2 separate regions of the Mus musculus genome follow, and region 1 is linked to region 2. Evidence: chromatin contacts called from public Hi-C data. All regions are on one chromosome and are shown on one strand. The core of a region is the stretch at or near the end of the contact, and the rest is flanking DNA. Distances in the headings are between cores, read along the strand shown.

The links. Hi-C and Micro-C count contacts between places; a contact is called where the count stands out from the background.
Region 1: a Hi-C map of the N1E-115 cell line shows a contact between it and region 2, with 11 times the contacts expected there. The contact joins two enhancer-like sites. A contact is called at or near these places in 4 of 484 Hi-C or Micro-C datasets (the N1E-115 cell line, cerebral cortex and cortical neurons).

Annotation. Positions count from the first base shown.
Region 1 is chr13:115,724,188-115,726,887 of GRCm38.p6, reverse strand. No RefSeq gene overlaps it. Among named protein-coding and RNA genes, the nearest start is that of Isl1, 580 kb to the left of the region's middle. Within about 2 kb of position 1,422, at least 10 of the 459 cell types and tissues checked have an H3K27ac peak or open chromatin away from gene starts, as enhancers often do. A contact at or near this core is called in the N1E-115 cell line, where this site is marked.
Region 2 is chr13:115,229,158-115,231,857 of GRCm38.p6, reverse strand. No RefSeq gene overlaps it. Among named protein-coding and RNA genes, the nearest start is that of Gm25985, 110 kb to the right of the region's middle. Within about 2 kb of position 1,352, at least 1 of the 459 cell types and tissues checked has an H3K27ac peak or open chromatin away from gene starts, as enhancers often do. A contact at or near this core is called in the N1E-115 cell line, where this site is marked.

The sequences.
Region 1 (2,700 bases), core at 173-2,672, 490 kb before region 2:
TTAGATTTTAAAAGTACTTATTCCAAAATGATTTTTAAATTTTTTTATTATATATTTAATTGATCAGCATACTTTAATTAATTATTCTTCAGTCTACAAACATACTATGGTTTTTTTTCAATTTGCTTTCTAAAAGTGAATTGAAAAAACTTATATTCACCAGATGTTTTTTGTAATCAAGAGCATGTATTGCAATTTTTTTTCTAATAGTAGACAAATAAAAAAAAAAAAACTATTCCCTTTTGGAAATGGTAGGCCAAATTAAATTGCTATCAATTCTTTTCAAAGTTCTACTTAGGAGTTTGATCATGAAGCACTCTAAAACACTTTTGATAACTATTAATTTAGTGTTTACATCCTCTTTATGTATCTTTAAGGTTGCAGACCCCTGAAGACATAGTAGTCAGGTAGTGATATGTGAAATATTCAGTTTTTAACTACATAAGAATCTTGCTATTGAGTATCATATCATATAGAGAAACCATTTTTTTTTTTAAAAATTCTATAGTGCCAAAGGCAACTTACTTTAATTTACTATGGGTCACTCACAATATAAGTCTGAGATGAAATATCAGTTGTCTTTTGAAGGAAATATAGGCAGTCTTTCAAGAGTTCATTGATATTGTTACAACTTCTTGTTTTATGCAGACATGGGCATCAAAACAGGCCAGTCACATAGCAATATTATTCTAAGATACTTCTAAGATTTGCTTACAAAACTGAATTCTAGAGAGAAAATGGAGACTTTATTTCAAGCCCATTAGAGGGTTTGATAATAATGGTACTGCAGGACCTCCCTGAATCACAGTGTTACTCCCTTGAGGTACGCTGGGAAGCCAAAGGGAGAAGGCTAAGGTTGAGGATCCGAATGACCTCATGTTTAGTTTTGTGTTTTGTTTTTTATTTCTGATTCATTTTGCTCCTCTTACTGGTTAGGAGGTAAGTGATAATATCCAAAAGAAAAGGCCATTTAAAAAATAATTCAAACTCTCACTTGGCCTACATCTGTGACCTTACCAGAAATCTTAGCTAGAATATTACCTTTTGAACAGATAACTGAGATCAGATATATAGAAACATATAAGAAAGAAGACATATAGAAACTATCTCTTGGTGTCATCTAGTGGCTGCATTTCACACTACATAGAAGAAACGCCTTATTGGTTTTCTGAGTAAAAACTGTTTTATTACATTTGTTTCTGAGTGACTGGTGTAAAAGAAGCTGCCATTCTTAACAGTCAAGTGAAGGTCAGCAGTCATCAAGCCTAGCCTGGCTCTTCACCCTGGTCCTTGACTGCGTCTTCTTATGAGGTCAGGACACACGAGCTGGGAAGCTCAGTTATTGCACACTGGTGTGAAGGTTCTGCTCCATGCCCCATTTAGGCTGCATGGCTGAGTGACAGAGTGTTGTTAAGAGACACCCACAGCCAACACACAAGGTATTTTCTCTTAGCAGGCAGAACAGCACTCAAGGGACTCTGATAGACTGAGCTGACATGCTAACAATCTGATTGCAGACGGCAATGGCCGGAGCCTCTGAGGGAAAGAAGAGTCCCCTGACCCTCCTGTCATCTGCTCTCAGTCTCCGTCCTAAGATAGGAAAACTGCACAACTATCACCAGGAAAGGTGACATAGCGAAAGTAACTTATCCACAAATGTGCCGAAGTGTCATCTCTAATGTTATAGTTCCTTTAAGACGAACTGTAATTTCTAATATAACTTTTCAATTTCGAAGGGAAAGGGCACCAAGGCTGGGTTGACAGAAATAAATTATCCAGATAATTAAGGCTAACTACTCCACTTTCTCCTACTCCCTGGCCCACACACAGACAATAATAGGGCTCAATTATTTATAATTCAGATTTTTTTTCTTTAAAAAAAAAGATTTTTCAATAAAACTGGTGTTTGAATAGATCAAAATTATTATCATTAGGAAGGAAATTATTAGCAAATTATGATCAGGGAATGTACAAAATTTTCAATTATCATAGTTTTTATTAGTGTCTTTAGCATAAAAACAGAAAAGGCATTTAAAGATGGAAACAATGAGTCTGAGACTTGATTCTCATTTTCTTCTGTTTTTAGGCAAATTTATAGATTTCTATCTTTATTAAACAGGATTTTATAAACACATTTGAGCTGTTTTCTTAACATTATTCTATGAACACTAACTGAAATTGAATTCACATCATTTGGTTGATGTTTGATTTCTCTCATGTATAATTCTTTTTAATTTTTGAATATCTTACACATAACTACAATTTAATAAAGAAATGAATAAGAAACTGCACACATGTGGGCTTCTAGAAAAATAATTTCTCCTGTTTTATAAAGGAGTTAGATACTGCAAGTATTTGTGTGTGGTATTTATATAGATGCCTATAAAGTATATATATATATACTATTTATACATGCATATATTTCTATGCGTGCACATGCGTGCACGCCTACACACACACACACACAATTTAAAGGTTATGTATGTGTGTATAAAAAGATAGAAAGAAAAAGGTACACATTACTCCCAAAGGAAATACTCATTTCAATTTAGCAATCCAAAATACTTTGGATCAATTTGTTTTTTGTTTATTTTAAAACATTAGGTTTCTTCTAAATAAAGTTCAGAAATATGGGTCATTTAATTTTATATCGCATGTGAAAAAGCATCAAATTTGACTAATGTGGCTCATTTTTCTGGA
Region 2 (2,700 bases), core at 103-2,602:
AGGCACTAGCTTGGTTTTTACCAAACATGGAACAGAAACCAGACATATAACACCACCGTTTGACCACTTCTAAACTATGTCCACTTGAGTCTCTATTCTTCCCTTATAAAAACAGACAGTAGGAAGTTCAAGACCAAATACCAGTTTTCAAGCAATGTGGTGAAGGTAGGGGTAGAACTAGTCTCTCTCAAAAAGGACAGAAGATACACTTTTTTTTAAAGAGTTGCTTACTTTATTTGATGTGTATGTGTGGGTACCTGTACATACTTATGTGCACTACACACGTGCTTAGTTTCCTCAGAGATCAGAACGGGGAATCTGATTGTCTGATGTGCAATGACAGGCAGCTGTAGGTCATCATCATGTGGATGTTGAGACCTAAACCTAGGTCCTCTGAGAGAACAACGAGGACTCTTAATTGCAGAACCCTCATTTCCAGCCCATTTCTTTTCTGTATCAAAGTAATCTTTGTACAGACTCGGTGAGAACTCCAGAATTATATAAACCACATTCATGAGAACACAACGACTGGAAGTAGTCTTGAAGGCTAGCTGTAGACCTAGTATTAGAGATTATCTCGCACAAATCATTGTCCTGTAGTCAGAAAGCCGAGGAGCCCGAATCTATGCTGTTTTCCGTTCCCAGCTTATCCCAGACCTTTATTTTTTGGATTTATGATTGCTGTATTCCATTTGTAAGAAAAAACACAACCTTTCTGCATGGAATTATCTCTCCCAACAGAGATTTCAGGTGTTTTCTATCTTTTAGATAGAGTATTTCCTTATTTTCTAAGAGTACATTGTCTAATTATATAGGTTCAATTTATTAAAAGCAATCCACTTCGAGATTTTGTCCCTATTTAATAAAACACTAATTGCATCAACCAAAGTGAAAATTTTGAAGTATATTTCTCACTCTCATCTCCATATACAATTATGAAGTCTGAAAAGGAACCCATTACCCAGACGCATCATGTCGACGCAGAATTGGAAGAAAGGGGACTCAAAAGTTTTCAGAAGAAACGCTTGTGGACTGGGTATAGACGGATACACAACACTTAAAACTGCTCCCTGTTCAAGGGACCAAACCACTTCTACAAAGCAGCAGCCCAGGCAAAACAAAACAGAGCTCAATTCCTCCTGCAGCCTCCTTAGAGAAGAGAATCGTGACTCCAAGGTAAATACTCCCCTCTGGTGGTCGTGATTGAAATAGCATCTGGAAATAGCATCGGTGAGCAGGCTTTCTTGTAGAAAATGTCATTCATTTACCTCCATCGTTTGTCAGTCCCAGATACCATTGTGGGCGCCACGGAAAATATCTTAAGGATGAAAATAATGCAAGGAGATGTGTCCGGTTTTGCCGCAAGTCATAAAATGTTATAATAGTGCAGCTGCAATCCCACAGGCTACGTTCACAAACGAGAACAAGAGAAGTTGTTAAGGATATTACTCATTGACAGCCATGTGCCCCAGTGGTGTCAAAGCTTCATTTTCTGCTCTCAGAAGTTCACCCCATCTCTTGTATCACACTATATTTACTCTTGTTTAAGTGGGGGATGTCAAACCTGTAGTCTCAAACCGGAGTCCTGCATGTTCTTTCTGTTGTTTCTTTCAAAATAAGTGATATAATTTGATTTATCTCTATTCATAACTGAGTCCGAATTACTGTTCACCTCTGAGGAGGTTGGCTCCTGTGTGAATGTTGTAACATAGTAGGTGACAATGCTAGCAGGGATCAGTCAAAGGCCAATTTAAAAAGAAAAAAAAAAACCTTCACAGAATACAAAACAAGTGTGGTAAGCAGGTCTTGGGTCAAATGATCCAAGCTCAAAGAGAGCATTGCATAAAATTCCATGGCTAGGAAAAAATATGTTATTAACAACTTTCATGAAAAAATGAATCAATATCTGCGCTACAGAGCACAGCTCACTGTACCATCTAATTCTAGAACAACAGGAGACAAATAAATGTTCACCTTTCTTTTTATTTTTTAATCATTTTATTTGTTTACATTTCAAATGATCTCCGTCTTCCAGGTTTCCCCTCCACAAGCCCCCATCCCACCGCTCCCGCTCTCCCTCCCCCTTTGACTCTATGAGGGTGCTCGTCCACACAGTCACCCACTCCTGCCTCACTGCTCTAGCATTCCCCTACATTGGGACATGGAGCCGCCATAGGACCAATGGCCTCTCCTCCCATTGATGTCAGATAAGGCCATCTTCTTTTACCTATGCATCCGGTTACCTCTATGTATTCTTTGAGAATTCTATACGTGTATACGATACATTCAGGTCATACCCACATTCCATCTCCCCATTCCTGCTCTGCACCCCGCCCCCAACTCCCCATCCCATCACAGTCCTTCCCAATGAATGTTTTTCTCCACCCCCCCCCCTTTCCTTTTTCGCCCACTACATTCAACCACTACTAATAAAGTTGCACTCGGGGAAACTTTTCCTTGGAACATACTTGTTCTTGTTGCTCAAATGCGGGAGGCAGCAGAAGACTGTGGGAGTGTTTCTCCACGGCAGAAACTCCGTTGATGAGATACTGGCTTAGAGGCCTCCTCCTTAGAGAATGAAGAGCCCCTGAATATGGATGCTCGTTTTTAAAGATGGCTGTAAAGGGAAGAGTCACAATTCCTTGTTTGGGTGCTTCCAGTCCATTCACATTCCCCAGATGTTACACACCTGGAAATGAG